Regions from separate parts of the Pan troglodytes genome. Here region 2 is linked to region 1. The links are chromatin contacts, called in public capture Hi-C maps. All regions are on one chromosome and are shown on one strand. Each heading gives the region's core, a stretch centred on a gene start, on an enhancer-like site or on the middle of the called end of the contact. The rest is flanking DNA. Distances are from core to core; before and after follow the strand shown.

Region 1 (3,835 bases), core at 367-2,866:
CCCTTCTATCCATACTGTTGGTTGGAAGTGGATCAATAAGCACAACCCGTGCCCCAGGTATGTGGGGTAGGGTGTGCAGGGGCGTGGGTGCCAGGAGGCCAGGATCACAGGGCCCCTTGGCGGCTGCCCACCCCACAGTGACATGCCATTTGGTCTGAGACCTTCCCTTGCCCTCTTAGTAAATATGTAATACAGCTGGGCCTGAACACAGATCGAGATGTTGCATTTCTGGCCTGGCACAGTGGCTCATGCCTGTAATTCCAGTGGTTTGGAAGGCCAAGATGGGAGGATGGCTTGAAGCCAGGAATTTGAGACCAGTCTGGGCAACATAGTGAGATCCCTGTCTCTATAAACATAAATCAATAAATAAAACAAATGAAAAATAGCAGCATTGCATTTCTTTGCACAGAGAAAGGTGAGAGGAGGAGAGTGGCATTATCCCTCCTAGGCAGAGTGCCTGTGCGTGAGGGCGCCCATAAAGCCCTGTGCTGCCTCTTTAAACGAAGGATTTTCGATCATGACAACGATAGCAATTGATATACCTTCAAAATACGTGTCCAGCGAGTGTTGATTGTGTGTGGTTTCTCTAGGAGACCGTGTTCATGCAACACAGCATTATTTCACCGCCTTTACCCCAGCTTCTTCATACACATGCACTTGTCAAGGGCTCTTTGGCTGAAGAGAAGTTAGAAGTTTCCAGATATGGAGGGGTATTTTCAGCAGATATGCCCACCGCCATGGTTTTGTCAGCTCTGTAGGGTGGTCTTGCACCCTGCTCACTGCTGGCATCACCTGAGCCTATGGCAGATGCCCAGTGCTGCCCGCCACCATGTGAGTTCATCAGCTCTGCAGGCACAGACCTTGCACTAGGAGTGGGCTGGGACGCCACCCTCTGCCTCTTACCATTCACTGGGTTTGGCAAGTGTGCTGGGATCTGGAATCACATGGATGAGGAACCCGATAATGGTGGCGACCGAGGTAGCAGGCGAACCACTGGCCAGGGCAGGAAGCGGGCAGCTCACGGGACTATGGCTGCACCGCGGGTTCATACCGACTACCATCCTGGAGGTGGGAGCGCATGCTCATCTGTAGAAGTCCGGTCCCACGTTGGACACACCGGGGTCTTCTTCTTTGTTGACCAGGATCCTCTGGCAGTGTCTTTAACAAGCCAGAGTCTGATCCCACCGCTCATAAAGCCAGGGTTGTTGAAAGCTTGGGGCTTCCTCCTCCTCTGTGCGCAGCCCTCAGCAAACGGTCACAGCCTGTGCTGTCTGCTGTACACCGACTTGGTATCATCCCATGAACTGTCCCCCTTTCTCACTCCCATGTGCTCTGTGCTTAGGGCCCTCTGATGCCCCATCTGCCTGTGCTTCCTGCAACTGTTCAGCAAGCACCTATTAGCTATAGGGTACTGGGCGAGGCCAATCGCTCCTATTACTTTCTGCCCTGGGGACGTCCTGTTTTCCCACCTACCCCTGTAACGCCTCTGCTCTGCCTTCCCATCTGCGGGGCTAACGCCATCCCACAAGGGCTGGGCTGTCCGTTCAGAAGAGAAACTGGGAAGGGGCCTTGAGGACCTGTGTCCAGGCGGGGTGGACAAGGGCTTTGTGCAGGGAGCTCCTCTCCCATCTTTGTGTCCTGACAGCCGTGACCATGACCCCTCAAAGCAGAGCCAGTAGTGATCAGTATCCTGCTGCTTCAAGCCTGCATGGTCCTCTTCTCCTCTCCGCACATCTGCATGCCTGTCAAACCCAGAATAGTTTGGGGCCTGGTAAACGGAGGGAGGTTGGCTGGAGGAGGCCAGTCAGGATTACAAGAACCCCGCGTACTCTGCCCCACGTGGATAAAGTCTCTAATTCCAGTCTGAGGTGAATTCTTAGAGAGTGCTTTCATTTAATGTTTGCTTTATGCATTTCCCCTGCAGCTGTGACTAATTGTGGAACAGCATACATTTTGTTTTGAGACTCTCTTGAGATTTTTCTGACAGTGTAAGGTCTACACCATTTTCCTCTCAGCATCAGAGAAGGCAGAAAGCAAGAGAAAGGAATGCAATGTGAGCAAGGCCAGGCACACTTGTGCTACTGCAGTTGGCAAGAATGGAGTCTAATCCCAGCACTTTGGGAGGCCGAGGCAGGTGGATCACCTGAGGTCAGGAATTTGAGACCAACCTGGCCAACATGATGAAACCTTGTCTGTACTAAAAATACAAAAAAAAAAAAAAAAAAAAAAAAAAAAAAAAATTAGCTGGGTGTGGTGGCAGGTGTCTGTAATCCCAGCTACTCCACAGGCTGAGGCGGGAGAATCGCTTGAACCCTGGAGGCGGAGGTTGCAGTGAGCCGAGATTGCACCACTGCACTCCAGCCTGGGCAACAGAGCAAGACTCCATCTCAAAAAAAGAAAAAAAAAGAAAAGCCAGGTATGGTGGCTCACACCTGTAATCCCATCCCAGCACTTTGGGAGACCTGAAGGTCAGGAGTTCGAGACCAGACTAGCCAACATGGTGAAACCCCGTCTCTACTAACAATACAAAAAATTAGCCAGGCACGGTGGCAGGTGCCTGTAATCCCAGCTACTCCAGAGGCTGAGGCAGGAGAATCGCTTGAACCCGGGAGGCAGAGATTGCAGTGAGCTGAGATTGTGCCACTGCATTCCAGCCTGGGCAACAAGAGTGAAACTTCGTCTCAAAAAAAAGAGAATGGAGTCTCTCACCTTTTGATGAACACACACACACACATGCACGCGTGCACACAAACTGATTCATTATTTTGAGCTCCACTCTTTTCTGCATTTTGCTATAACTAGGGACCGATTTCAGAGATTCCAGGCCCATACCATCCTCTCTTGCGCACAGCTTTCTTGCCAGAAGGGGTCTGTACAACAACTTACTGGCAGAGTTTAGTGGCAGAAGTGGAACACAGAAACTGAAAGCTTTCTGCTTCTCCCTTCCCACTAGACTCTGGGCACCTCAAGGCCACAGGTAATCATAACCAGCATTGAGTTCTCGGCACCTGCATAATGCCTGGCATAGGGGGCTTCTTAATCAATACCTTTGCACGGACAGAGCAGCCTTGGGTTGAAGATTCCAATCTGATGCGCTTATGCACCATACATCAGAATGGAGGCTGTGCTATGGGGGGACTTGTGGGGACCCTGGAGTGATAGGGCTGGATGGCTTGTCTTGGCTCCAGGGAACTGAAACATTTGCTACAGTGGCTCCAGCTGGTAGTCAAGAAAACAGTCAAAGGACTCAAAGGCAGGCTGTTTAGCCTGCTTTATTGTTAAGGAACATCTCACCTGTTTTTTGAAGTTCCACTTAAGATACCTCATTTTATATATTTAGTAGAAATAAATGACCTTGGCTCATTTGACTAACTGGTAACCCTACTGGGAAACCTTCATGAATGACTGGACGTTTGCAAACAAAGCTGGCCATAGAGCCTCAGTCCCTGAGGGGTTCCTTGCTGGTGTTAGTGGGGGTGGAGGTGGTGCAGGAGCAGGATACCCTGCTGCTCCCAGCCATGCTGCTCGCAGCACCGGGGTTTGGAATCTTCATCTGAAGCCTTGATGAGTAGCCATTTTGGAGAAAACCTTAACTAGAATGGCCTCATTCCGATCCCTTTTCACCCCAGAGGCTGTGGAGCTTCTGAAGGTCAGGGTCAGAGTACTGGGTCTCAGGCCCTCTCTGCGTCAGCTCTTCCCACCGTCCAGGGTCTCTGCAAGGGCTGGCCCACTTGCCAGAGATGCAGACCAGGTCATGGGGCTGGCTGCTTCCCTGAGCTGTGGGGAGCCTCAGGATGGGTCGCTCAACTAGATTAGCTCCAAGCACCTGCCCTAA
Region 2 (3,835 bases), core at 636-3,135, 220 kb before region 1:
GGCAGTGGTCCACTGGCCGGATCCCTCCATCCGCTTGTTGAAGCGCTCTCCTGTGAGCTCTGCCATGCTGTGCAAACATGCGGACGTGTCCTGCCCCTCCCATGGGTCTGTCCACGTGCCTGCTCTGCAGAGCTCCTTGTCTTACCTGTCCTCAGTCTTCCAGATTTTCTCTGTCCCTGCCCTTAAAGAGGCTGCCAAGACGTTTGCCACTGCTTAGGAGCTTGTATCTATTCCTAACTCAGGACTCTTTCCTTTCCACACACAGTCCACTGTCAGCTGCTGCCTCATCTGTTTGGGCTGCTGTCACTCAATACCGTAGACTGGCTGGCTTATAAACAACACACATTTATTCCTTCCAGTTCTGGAGGCTCAGAAGTCAAAGATGAATGCACTAGCAGATTTGGGGTCTCATGAGGGACCACTTTTTGGTTTTAGATGACGTCTTCTAGCTATACCCTCAGATGGTAGAAGGGGCAAGGCAGCTCTCTGGGGCCTCACAGGATGAGAGGTGACTGGTTAATGCCCTGTCTTTATAAGGGCACTAATCCCATTCCTGAGGGCTCTGACTTATGACCCAATCACCTTGCAAAGGCCTCACCTCCTAATCCCACCGCCTTGGTGATTAGGTTTCGACATAGGAATCTGGGGAGACAAAAACACTCGGACCATAGCAGTTGCGTTGCTCAAGGCTCTGCTTATTGACAGGGTCTCCCCTCACCACTCTTTCAACCCTAAAGAGGATTACAGGATAGCGACAGTGCATTTTTGGCTTGCAGCCGTATGTTAAGCTAACTCAATTATGAACCAAGCTTGGATCCCTCACTGTGTCATAAGGAATCTCCCCAGCCCGGCCACTACCACCGTGGGGCCATGGTTGTGAGCCCAAGGAGAGGCAGTCACGCCATGGTGTGGATGGCACGGGAGTCTGAGGACCTGCTTGTGCAGCTCGCTCATGCCCCGTGGGCCTGCTTGGGCCTGGGCCTAGATGCCCCACTTCTGTCTTATGACAATTGCTGCACAGATGCTCCAACTCCACAGGGCTCAGTAGCATGCCAGGGGCTCTCTTTCAAATGGTCCATCGTTCTCAGCTGCTGAACCCCCAAAATCTTTGCTGGGATGCTCTCATTGGCCCGCAGGTAGCCCCACGTGACCTCTTTTCCCTCCACAGACACCTGGAATCTACAGGGTCTGCCTGTGTGCACAGCCACAGAGACAGGGCGCTTGCATGCCGCCTGACCCTGCCCTTTGCTCCTCGGGGCCCCACTCAGAGCTTCAGCACTTTCTTCCAACAGTGACAGGCTCCTCTTTGGCCACTGGCAGGAGGGATTCCAGCTCTAACTCCATTTTAGAGTTTGCTTCCTAGGATTATCCAGGCACCAAGTGCCACAGGTTATAGGTTCCCAGGAGAACAGGCTCTGAGACTTGCTGGCAGGGAGTGTCTTGGGGTGCTCTCGACAGCACCTTCAGGAAGAGAAGGAAGCAGAGGTGGAGTCCCACTGCAGTGTGGTTGCCACAGAAGACTGAGGGGAGCCAGAGGTAGGAGGCTAGAGGTGGGCCCTTCGCATCCACCCTCCACCACTGGGCGTGAGCTGCCCCACCGCCGTGATGTGACGGTGTGACCTCAGTCCCAAGGTGGTGGGACTGGGAGCACAGCAGAGCACCCCCTAAAAGGGCCAAACCAGAGACACACCAGGCACCAGGAATCCGGCCAGGGAATACAGAGGAGGGGATGGGCTTGAGGTAGGATCTGCAGAACTTGGCAGTGGATTAGAAGACAGGATGAGAGGAGACGGGTTAATGTTGATGCATGAATGTCTAGCTTAGAACGATGGTGGTGCCATTGGCTGGAAGAGGAGACAGAAACAAAAGCAGGTTGTTCGGGGAGACACACATTCATTGTGGATATCTCAGCTAGGGGTTCAGTGGGGAAAGGAGTGGATGCCTAGACCACCTCAGAGGAGAATCTAGGCTGGAGCCAGCCATCAAGATGCAAGACTGACAATCTCCAACGAACCGCCCCTTATCCATGCTCCCCACACCCACCCCCACCCCTTCCGAGTTACAGTCCAGGAGAGGCTAGGAGGTGCACCTCCCTCAGTGGAGGACACTGAAGCAGCAGTGGCTCCAGGGAGCCGAGATCTTTTGATCTATTTTGCCCCAGCATCTCACCGCAGAGCCGTCTCTCAGCCATTGACTGCCTTCACACACAAATGCAGTCCCAGTATTGGGAGACGGGTGTAATTTATTATTCCCGGAGATCTAGATCCCCGGTTATTTGGGAGTGTATTTTCTGAACCGCTTGTTGGTTTAAGTAAAGCAGGTTTGATGCCACTTCTCTTGAATCCATGACCCTGGACCCGCCGCCTAAGTGGATGTGCAGATGGGATGGAACGGCTGCGACAGATCTCCATTAAAGCCAGCGCGTCGTTCGGGCTTGGCCTTGCGCTGTGAAAAGCTGAGTCAGTGCCAGGACAGCACCCGCCCCTCTGCAGTGCGTTTCCAAGGCGCTCAGCTTGTGTGCGAAGGTTTGCTCTGGGGCAGCAGAAATGGCTCTTGGCAGGTCGTCAAAGGCCCGGTTTCATTTCCTCCTCTCCAGGCAAGTTGCTCAAAGGCTCACAGCCTTTTCGTCGCCTGCCACACAGAGCCAGTAAGATCTACCAAGCTATAAATAATGAAATGAGTGTGTGTTTAGCCGTTTGTAAGTTGCAAAGTATTACAAAATGGTGAAACTTGGGGGTTTGGGTTTTTAAGGCTGAATGCTAAAACTGTCAGGCACTGTGGAGAGAGGAAAGGAAAGATAAGATTGACTGGGATTGAAAGACAAGTGAAGGCATGCTTGCGTGGGTACACACACAGTGGCACCACACGCCTGCCCCTGGAGGCCGATCCTGACCATGCAGACCTGGGGCTGGGGCTCTCCAAGCGCTCTCCTGCACTGCAGAAACCCTTCTTCTCTTCTGGACTGTCACTCCAGCACACGGCAGAGCACCAAGGCTCTGCAACGCACTTCCCTGGGGTGCAGCTTCCGGCCAGGGGCGTCCTCCCTCTGCAGGAGCCTCAGCACCCCCGGGGGGTTCCCTCCACCCCCAGGAGTTCTGCCTTGAGGGGCACGGCCTGCAGGTCCCCTGAGCTCGCTCACCTGTGGGGGTCACAGCCTGCAGGTCCCCTGAGCTCACTCACCTGTGGGGGTCACGGCCTGTGGGTCCCCTGAGTCTTCCTCTGTACGGCCACAGTGCAGCCTCCACCAGATGCCTGCCTGGCCTGACACATGGGACCCTCCTCTGAAAATGATGCTGTCCTGAAGGCTTTTGGATTCCAGAGGGGTTTTAGGATCCCAGCAGAGTTGGTAAAAAAGGTCTGAATGTAAATTCCGAACCAACTTTGCAAGTCTATACCCTTATACCCTGTGTGCTAGACTCCATAAACAAGCAGCTAGAACAAGTTCGCAATGTGGAAAATATTTTTATAGAAACTTATTGTCACAGCTACACACCACACACACACACCACACATATGTCACACATGCCACACACATAAACATAACGCACACATCACACATACACACCACACATATATAACACACATCACACATACACACACACCACACATACACCACACATGCCACACACATACACACATCACACATACACACCACACATATATAACACACATCACACATACACACACATATACATAACGTGCACACCATGCATCACACACACCACACACGCACCACACACCCATCACACACACCACACACATGCACCACACACCCATTACATACACCACACACACATCACACACACCACACACCCATCACACACACCACACATAT

What was found. Capture Hi-C pulls out chosen DNA fragments and counts their contacts.
Region 2: a capture Hi-C map of stem cell-derived neural stem cells shows a contact between it and region 1, with 7 times the contacts expected there. The contact joins two enhancer-like sites. A contact is called at or near these places in 1 of 7 Hi-C or Micro-C datasets (induced pluripotent stem cells) and 1 of 1 other capture datasets (stem cell-derived neural stem cells).

The regions. Positions count from the first base shown.
Region 1 is chr5:173,247,217-173,251,051 of NHGRI_mPanTro3-v2.0_pri, reverse strand. The region is part of intron 3 of AGPAT4 (1-acylglycerol-3-phosphate O-acyltransferase 4); the gene reads left to right. Among named protein-coding and RNA genes, the nearest start is that of AGPAT4, 110 kb to the left of the region's middle. Within about 2 kb of position 1,616, at least 3 of the 24 cell types and tissues checked have an H3K27ac peak or open chromatin away from gene starts, as enhancers often do. A contact at or near this core is called in stem cell-derived neural stem cells, where this site is marked.
Region 2 is chr5:173,464,016-173,467,850 of NHGRI_mPanTro3-v2.0_pri, reverse strand. All of the region lies in intron 10 of PRKN (parkin RBR E3 ubiquitin protein ligase), which reads left to right. Among named protein-coding and RNA genes, the nearest start is that of AGPAT4, 100 kb to the right of the region's middle. Within about 2 kb of position 1,885, at least 10 of the 24 cell types and tissues checked have an H3K27ac peak or open chromatin away from gene starts, as enhancers often do. A contact at or near this core is called in stem cell-derived neural stem cells, where this site is marked.